Regions from separate parts of the Oryctolagus cuniculus genome. Here region 2 is linked to region 1. Evidence: chromatin contacts called from public Hi-C data. All regions are on one chromosome and are shown on one strand. Each heading gives the region's core, a stretch centred on a gene start, on an enhancer-like site or on the middle of the called end of the contact. The rest is flanking DNA. Distances are from core to core; before and after follow the strand shown.

What was found. A called contact is a pair of places that touch in the nucleus more often than the background predicts.
Region 2: a contact with region 1 is called in a Hi-C map of an unstated tissue, with 4 times the contacts expected there. The contact joins the promoter of RPS3A here to the promoter of GATB in region 1. A contact is called at or near these places in 2 of 6 Hi-C or Micro-C datasets (psoas muscle and an unstated tissue).

The regions. Positions count from the first base shown.
Region 1 is chr8:12,803,994-12,808,872 of mOryCun1.1, reverse strand. It overlaps GATB (glutamyl-tRNA amidotransferase subunit B), which reads right to left and starts at 2,163. Exons shown (of 13, transcript XM_002716908.5): 1 at 1,930-2,163; 2 at 1-67. The coding sequence starts at 2,093.
Region 2 is chr8:13,513,336-13,518,128 of mOryCun1.1, reverse strand. RPS3A (ribosomal protein S3A) reads left to right here and starts at 1,656. Exons shown (of 7, transcript XM_002716902.5): 1 at 1,656-1,698; 2 at 2,314-2,797; 3 at 3,251-3,354; 4 at 3,687-3,874. The coding sequence starts at 2,736. LOC127483338 (small nucleolar RNA SNORD73) reads left to right here and starts at 4,397; the gene lies at 4,397-4,474.

The sequences.
Region 1 (4,879 bases), core at 914-3,413:
CAGTTTAGAGTTGGAAGAAATCTGGGCATGAATTTCCAAACCTACCACAGCTGCCCATTCCTGCGCACTAAAGAGAAAGAGATAAAAAGGTTAAATAGTTACATTCTTCACCACGTATCAACTTTTAGGAGCCTAAATCCCAAAGGTTAATTGCCTATACCTGATTTTAATGTACTAAAGTTTTATATCCTTACATTTAGAAATGTGTCATATTGTTTTGGTTACTACATCAAGTCAATGTATAAGAAACACCTACAGTGAGATTGGCAAGGTAAAATTCATTTACAACAGGACACCAGGCTTGCTGTACGAACTGGAAGGTGATAGAGAGGAAAACAATTTAGCACCTAGAACAATTTAGAAACGAGTATCAGGTGACAACTGCTTGGCTGACTTCAGCGAAAAGCAGCATTTTCTAAATTCACTGCACCTTATCAATTAATCACTCAGGAAAGAGAGCTGATCTTTCAAAAACTTCTTAGAATTAACATAAATGGCATGATTCTGCAACTAGAGAAATAACAGTAGTAAAAAAAAATTCTCAAACATGTTTGGAATTCACTGTATAACAATGATGTGCAAGTACAATGACACAGTGACACAGGTATAGATCACCACTAAATGGTATTCCTGAAAATTCTGTGCAAAGGAAAACAGTAACCCACTAGACGTGTCTTGCTTGTTTCTAGAAATCATTTCCAATTCCTGAGATCCAACTTTAGGTTCCTTTGTTCATTCATGCCTGACTGCTATCAAACCTAAGAAGCTGTTAAAAGCTATAAAAATCTCTCTTATCCAGCCATTCTTACTGTGCTGGGTCTGTACACAGGTCTTTCCAAGTTCTCCTAAGTGTGGCTTATTCCCTATGAAATCCACGTATGTTCTTATCCTGTCCTTCCCCCAAGCAACTCTGTGTATTATACAGGTTTTTGTTTATATGTATTGGCATTTGTTTCAATCATTTCAACATACAAAGTTCTACATCTAAATTACTTCAAGATTAAGTACTTTTTAAAGTTTGGAAGCCCATAAACGAGAGGAATTCAATCAAGAACTCTAGGAGTTCTGCATTCACCAAAGCATGATTCAGATTATTTTTGCAGTATCATTACATGGCAAATACACACACACACACACACACACACACACACACTACCCATTCACAGGGAAGTTATTTAATATATGCAAAGAATAGAAGTGGAATGCTTCCGGACATTTTCCCTCTGCTCCTCCAACTGAAAAGCAAAAATATGCCAACCAATCTCAAAGAATAAACAAATATTAGAAAAGCGCCTTATGTTCCTGTATTTCAAAAGAAACTATTTAAATCTTCTACAGTGAAGCATTAAACAGCTGTTCAGAGGATGGCTAGCAAAATAAGCAAAACTCTCTACATAACCAGAGGGAAGATAGCTCCTATTGGCTGCATCCTTCTAAGTTTAGACACACGTAAAACATCAAACGCCTCTGTAGAGAGCTGGTGTTTTCTAACGACTCTGAACCACAACAAACTCCAGAGTGGTCTACCTTTAGAACACCACTAGCGCATAGCAGCGCTCAACCCTCGCTGAGAGCTAAATATTACCCCGAATATAAGGCCACCCAGCCCGCGGCAGAGGCAATTAGTAAGGTGTATGAACCCACTCCTCTGTCTGCTTAGCTTTTGGTTCAAGAAAATACTTGCTATTTTACACTCGAAAGTTCCCCGAATACGCCAAATTGAAGACAGTGATTTACGTGTGGTGGCGAGGATCACACGGGGTGGTTGGTTTGTTTTTCATTTAGGTTTCTGAGCTACAGAGAGTATCTCAATCCCTTCCCGCCCACCAGAGCGTCTTAAACCTGGGCTGTTAATGGCCATCATCTCCCCTGACCCGCAGGAGCACCCCACACTTTCAGTGGACAGTAGTGGTATGAAAATAATAATACCCTTTCCTCGGCTTCTGGGCCGTGTGGAGGGGCTGCTGAGCCACTGAGCTCTGTCCCCTTATCCAGTTGAATGTGGCGACAGTTCGATGGCGACAACCCCTGTCAACCAAAGCAAAAGTCCAGCGACTTCCACTGAAGCCGCAGCGCAGCGTGGGCACCGCCATTGCACCGCCACGGTTCTGGTCAGGTGGCGCAGCGTCTCCCTGGCGCGACGCTCTCTGGGAAACGTAGTTCCGGAAATGTTTAAAATCTTTATAGACTCAGACAGGAAGACTACTATTCCCGGCGAGCATTGCGACTTGAAAGTCGCCGGAACTGTGGCGGGGAGGGGAGGGAAGGGGAAATAGAGGAGAGCGTGGGAGGGTTTTTGGGTCGGGAGGTGTGACGACTCCTAGCGGGGAGTTGGAGAGGTGTTTGCCCGCCTGCAAGTGTGTGAATGTGAGTGTGTGTCAACTCAGAAGCCTGGGCGAGGTTTTACAGCGCCGTTAACCTTGTCAGCTGAAATAAATAACCTTGACATCACCGGGAAGACTTTCCGAACCTCCACACCCACTCTCTTCTCTATCAACTCTCCTACTTCACACACCAAATCAGGTATTCATGCATCAGATACTTTTTTTTTTAAGATGTATTTATTTACTTGAAAGTCAGAGTTAAACATAGAGGAGAGTTAGAGAGAGAGGAGTTTTCCATCCGCTGGTTCACTCCCCAGTTGGCCACAACAGCCGAAGCTGTGCCGATCCAAAACCAGGAGCCAGGAATTCTTCTGGGTCTCCCACGCGGGTACAGGGGCCCAAGGACTTGGGCCATCTTCTACTGCTTTCCCAGGCCATAACAGAGAGCTGGATCAGAAGTAGAGCAGCCAGGACTCGAACTGGCGCCCATATAGGTTGCCGGCACTGAAGGTGGCAGCTTTACCTGTACGCCACAGTGCCGGCCTTTGCATCAGATACTTACTTGGTACCTTGGTCAGGTATGGTTCTTAGCTATTGGAAATACAGCCAAGAGCAGGGCACTCATGGCCTCTGGGTTCATGGAGCTTACATTCTAGCGAGAGGAGACAGCATAAAAGAAGTAATAAAAATAAGATTTTCATGTAGGTAGAGTACTACCTTTAAGCAAGGTTGATTGGAGATAGACCTAGATTGAGCGTTCATGTGCATTTTTACTTTTTTAGTTCTTGACCAGCATACGAAACACTTTCTATAAGCAAGAAACCCTTGATGGCACATACCATCATCCCAGCAGAATTACTTTATTTTCTCAATTCAAAATGCATTCTATGGGTCAGCGCCATGGCTCACTTGGCTAATCCTCCACCTGTGGCGCAGGCACCCCAGGTTCTAGTCCTGGTTCGGGTGCTGGATTCTGTCCCAGTTACTCCTCTTCCAGTCCAGCTCTCTGCTGTGGCCCAGAAGGGCAGTGGAGGATGGCCCAAGTCCTTGGGCCCTGCACCAGCATGGGAGACCAGGAGGAAGCATCCGGCTCCTGGCTTCGGATCTGCACAGCACCGGCGATGGTGGCCATTAGGGAGTGAACCAATGGAAGGAAGACCTTTCTCTCTGTCTCTCTCACTGTCTATAACTCCCTCTGTCTCTCTCTCTCTCACTGTCTAACTCTGCCTGTCAAAAAAAATGCATTCTCTATCATTATATTTTGATTCCTCTCTTAGTGCTATGACTAGTGGATGTTTATCTTACATCTCCCCAAGTTCCTTGTCTGCCAATCACCATAGTATTTCCAGAATACAACATAAGCCGCTCAAAAATATTTATGGAAAGTATTGACCACCATCAAGAATGACACAGTAACTTTCCAGACAGGGAAATTCATGACCAACTGAATACTTCAGAGGAAAAAATTGGCCCTTGATGTCCTCCACCCTGAGAAGGCAATAGTCCCTAAGACAGAAATTCGAGAAAAGCTAGCCAGAATATACAAGACCACCCTGACCTCTTCTTTGTAGTTGGATTCAGAACTCATTTTGATGGTGACAAGAAAACTGGTTTTGGCATGATTTGTATTCTTTGGATTATGCAAAGAAAAATGAACCCAAACATGGACTTGCAAAACATGGCCTGTATGAGAAGAAAAAGACCCCAACAGAACCTCTGAAAGGAGGGGCTGGTGTTGTGGTTAATCAGGATAAGCTGGCTGGCGCCGTGGCTCACTAGGCTAATCCTCCGCCTAGCGGCACCGGCACACCGGGTTCTAGTCCTGGTCAGGGTGCCGGATTCTGTCCCGGTTGCCCCTCCAGGCCAGCTCTCTGCTGTGGCCCAGGAGTGCAGTGGAGGATGGTCCAAGTGCTTGGGCCCTGCACCCCATGGGAGACCAGGAGAAGCACCTGGCTCCTGCCTTCAGATCAGTGCAGTGCACCGGCTGCAGCACGCCGGCCGCGGCGGCCATTGGAGGGTGAACCAACGGCAAAGGAAGACCTTTCTCTCTGTCTCTGTCTCTCTCTCTCACTGTCCACTCTGCCTGTCCAAAAAAAAAAAAAAAAAAAAAATCAGGATAAGCCATGCCTGCAATGCTGGTATCCCATATGGATGCTGGTTTGAGTCCCAGGTGCTCCTCTCCCAATCCACCTCCCTGCTACTGCACCTGGGAAATGAGTGGAAGATGGTCCGAATGCTTAAGCCCCTGCCACTCATGTGGGAGACCTGGGTGGAGCTCCAAGCTCCTGGCTGTAGCCTGGACCAGCCCCAGCCACTGCAGCCATTTGGGTAGTAAGCCAGATGGAAGCTCGCTCTCTCTCCTTTCTTTGTAATTCCGCCTTTCAAATAAATCTTAAAAAAATGAATGCAAAAATAGGATGAAGAAAATCAGGGGGACTGCAAAGGCCATTGCCAGTGTTGGTAAAAAGTAGGAGTCGTAAAGACTCTGCAGTGACTTCATCTGCAGTGATTGTACAGATTTTTCATGCAGATTGATAAACTGTAAAACCCTTAAA
Region 2 (4,793 bases), core at 407-2,906, 710 kb before region 1:
AGATGGGGCATGAATACAAGAAAAGGACTGTACCATGTGCCCTCCTGTTCACAGTGAGAAAGGCACACAGTCACTAGTTACTAACAAATTCCCTGGTGCCCAGGCCTCTGGGAGCAGGTGCGAGGGGAAGCCTGCTTGTCCGAGGACTACACTTCTTATAGCAAGAAGAAAGCAAGCTAGCTGTCTTGGAAATGCACAGATATTTGCCTGCTATGGAGGAGAAATACACAGAGGCAATAGAAGCCTGTGTGGTCCTAAGCAGTTCTAGGAGGCTGCAGCAGGTGGACCTGCACAGGTTAGGTTGTGGTGAGGACAGAAAACAGTCAACAGGGCCAGGGAAGCGCGTCCTCAGCGAAGGACTTGCACTTGTTTTAGAACTTAGGCTGAGAAACATAGAACTTAACCGCTTTTAAGTGCAGCTCAGTGATACTAAGTATGCTCATACTGTTGTGAATCAAGGGCTTTCTCCTTATCCTCCAGGCAATGAGATTTGGAAAATTATTCAGACTTTAGAGGCAGAGCAGAACGTTAGAAAGTTGGTCTTGGAGGGTAGGGGTGAGGATTGGCCAGGGACTGCGGATTGAGAAGCCTGCAGGGGCCTCACAACTGCGGCAGCTCTCTGGCTTAGGCGCTGGGTTTTGTGCCAGAGGCAAAGCAAGAGGAGGGAACTGAGTACACCACTGGCTGTTTGGGTCAGAACCTTTCTAGGGGCTGCACACTTGAGCCAGGGGGCTGTAAGTCACCAGGATGGGCTTTCTTAAACCCCTACAGTTATAGAGCCTGGAGGGCGATTGGTTGCAAAAAACTGAAAAATTTAGAGATTGTATTCCACATTGTCTTAGCTTACCAATGTATAAGAGACATAAAAAAGTACACAGGTGAGCACATAGCTTGATAAATAAATGTTCACAAGGCATGGTCATAGCTGACACCAGCCAGCACTGGTACCAACAGGCAAAACATTATTAGCATTCCTGGAATTACACCCACATACATATTTAACCCTACTAACACACTTAGGAAGTAGCTTGTATTGTTATCCTCATTTTATATAGGAGGTTACATCCAAAACTTCGCAGAAATGGAATGAATAGTTAAGTTTGGGAGTGGCCATTCAGCCTAATGGCCTGCATCTCGCGGGGCTGGTGCTGAGGCGCAGTGGGTTAACGCCCTGGCATGAAGTGCCAGCATCCCATACGGATGCCAGTTCGAGACCCTGCTGCTCCACTTCCCATCCAGCTCTCTGCTGTGGCCTGGGAAAGTAGTGGAAGATGGCCCAAGTCCTTGGGTTCCTGCATCCACGTGAGAGACCTGGAAGAAGCTCCTGGCTCCTGGCTTCAGATGGGTTCAGCTCTGGCCATTGTGGCCAATTAGGGAGTGAACCATCGGATGGAAGACACCCCCCCCCCCCCGGCCTCTGCCTCGCTATAACTCTGATTTTTAAATAAAGAAATCCTTTTTTTTAAAAAAAATGCGTGATCTCACATCAGAGTGCCTAGGTTCAATTCCAGGCTCTACTGCTGATTCCACCTAGTGGAAACCCTGCAAGGCAGCAGGTGAGGACCCAAGTAATTCGGTCCCTGTCACCTTTACGGGAAACCTGGATGATTTCCCAGCTCAGGCCCAGTCCCAGCTATTGTGGTCATCTGGGGAGTGAACCAGTGGATGCGAGCTTTCTCAGTGTCTGTCTGTCTCTAAGTAAGTAAAAAAATTTTTTTTTAATTTTATATTTCTCCCTCACTGCCTTTCAAATGAATAAACAAATCTTTAAAAAACAATTTAAAGATGTTTATTATGGTGCAAAATTTTTTTTTGAAAGCCATGCAATTTCCCATGAACTTTTTGAGGGCTTCTCCAGTGCATGCAATTCAAATGCTTTTTCTTTTTTTATTTATTTATTTATTTATTTTTTGACAGGCAGAGTGGACAGTGAGAGAGAGAGACAGAGAGAAAGGTCTTCCTTTTGCCGTTGGTTCACCCTCCAATGGCCGCCGCGGCCGGCGCACTGCGGCCGGCGCACCGCACCGATCCGATGGCAGGAGCCAGGAGCCAGGTGCTTTTCCTGGTCTCCCATGGGGTGCAGGGCCCAAGCACCTGGGCCATCCTCCACTGCGCACCTGGGCCATCCTCCACTGCACTCCCGGGCCACAGCAGAGGGCTGGCCTGGAAGAGGGGCAACCGGGACAGAATCCGTTGCCCCGACCGGGACTAGAACCCGGTGTGCCGGCGCCGCTAGGCGGAGGATTAGCCTAGTGAGCCGCGGCGCCGGCTCAAATGCTTTTTCAACAAAATAAACTTATTCTTAAATTCCAGTTTCCCACCAACTTCGTGAAGTACACGACACTGACGCGTAGAGCGTTTGCAAGGCTCAGTGGCGCCGAAACTCGCACTTGAACCAGGCTCTGTTGCTTGATTCCATACACTGGACGGCGAGTCCAGCCGGCGTCTCCTTCCGCGGAAATTTACTTCACGTCACAGCCTCAGACACCGCCGGCAGCCATTCCCAAGGACCGAAGGCCACCAGGCACCCGCCTCGCCACAGCACGGCCTCCGGACACACGAGGGCGCTGTCGCAGCCTCAGTGGGCGGCCTGTCACTCGCTGTTGTCGCGATATTCTTGAGGCAGGAAGAAGAAACGATCAAAGGTCACGTAAACGACGCGCCCCGCCCCGTTCTGTACGCCTAAGTTCTCGCGCGAGTTGTACTTCCGCCCTTTTGGCTCTCTGAGCACCACCATGGCGGTCGGCAAGAACAAGCGCCTTACGAAAGGCGGCAAAAAGGGAGCCAAGAAGAAAGTGTAAGTGGCGGCTGTTGTGGAGACTTGCTTTCTGGGGTTCTGCTGGAGTGAGCGGGTGGGCCCTTGGTCGCGGCGTGGGCCGGATGGCGAAGATGCCGGTTGGATTGCGCGGGCCGGGGGCAATTGGTGCACGGCAAACAGCGGCGGCCTGGCCGTGTTGGTTGCTGTGTCGTGGCGGGCTGGCTGCTCGTCGTAGCTTTCGGGGCCTTGCGGACGCGGCGGTTGAGCCGTGTTGCTGGGGAGAGTTCGGCTGTCGGGACTCGCGGGGCTGCCTGAGTTGCGTGGCAGCCCGTGGAGGAGCTGCGCTCCTAACTTCACTGTCGGACAAAGTTTAGCCCAGAATCAGATCGCCAGTTAGCCTCCTAACAAGTGGTACTGGAAGGAAAAAGCTTAGAAAAGCAGTCGGAATTAGGTGATAATGCAGTGAATCTTAAAGGTGTTTTTAAAATTCAGGGTGGACCCATTTTCTAAGAAAGATTGGTATGATGTGAAGGCACCTGCTATGTTCAACATACGAAATATTGGGAAAACACTGGTCACGAGGACCCAAGGAACCAGTGAGTATCTTGTTCTGTTTCCTTACACGGGGGCACGGGAACTGTAGCATGTTCTGCCATGAGTCCTGGCCGCGGAGACGCTAGGGAACTGTCAGCTCCTGGTTGCAGCTTCGGCACCGCTGCTGTTTTACACGGTACTGAGATGTGCGGGTTATTTTGAATTTCTGATGAGCACTGTTGATCATTCATCTAGATGGACATTTGTTAAAGCCAGGCATTGTAATTCTGTTACCTTAATGTCTAACCTCAACTCGGTGCAAGACTTTGTAGGCTTGACTTTGCTTGTGTAGTTCCTAACGCTAACAAGACTTTATTTAATGCTCGTTCTGTAGAAATTGCGTCTGATGGACTCAAGGGGCGTGTTTTTGAAGTGAGTCTTGCTGACCTGCAGAACGATGAAGTTGCATTTAGAAAATTCAAACTGATTACGGAGGATGTTCAGGGCAAAAACTGCCTGACTAACTTCCACGGCATGGATCTTACCCGGGACAAAATGTGCTCCATGGTCAAAAAATGGCAGGTGAGACTAGAGGCCCCCTGTGTGCCTGTGGTGCAGCGGGGTGCGTGACCCAGCATGTCAGGGTGTGCTGACAGAAAGGAGCGAGTCGTGTAATTGGAACTTAGATTCGTTCTCAATTCCTGTTTTCCCAGTACTGTTGAATGTTAATTCTGGGGTAGGCACCCCTGAGTTTGAGCATAAGTAGGCAAGCTATGGTTCTTCTGATTACTAACCTGTTTATGAATTGAAGCCAAGATTTAATAATTTGGTTATCAGGAAAGATTTTTTTGACTTGGTGAAGATCCGGGTGTCAGTGGGCAGCGTCGCCTTGTTTCAGAATATCTCTGGATTTCAAAATCTGGGAGATTATAAGGAAAAAAAAGTGTCTTTGGCTACTTTGGATTTACCTCTGGGGATATAGATAGATAGTGGGAGAGAACTGGTGTGCAGCAACGATCCATGTAAACATGATTAGCAAAAGTATCATTTCAGGTTATTAACTGTGTCTGGCTGATCATCCACCTTGGGGTATTTGCATATGGGAATGAATGATGACAAAATGTTTCGGTCCCAAATGATATTGATATACACTGATTATACCGTTACATTATTTCTGACATTCCCATAAGGTTTTATGGCTCTCATTCTGGAAATGTTTTAAGGCCTCTTTGTATTGAAGTTCACTTTTTTATAAACTGAAGTATGAAATCTGGAAAATGCAAAGAAGGAAATCAGTTTCTGTCACTGTTTAAGATAGTTCTGCTTTTCAAATTCAGGTTATACAACCATGAACTTGGGTTTTTATTTTGATTTTAGCTATGAATTGAATATTGAATCCTTAACATGCTTCAGTTTGGACTTTACAGAGCATTTTTTAATGTACACATATTGATATTACAGTAATGCTTCACCTATTCAGATCACATTTTAAAAAGCAAAC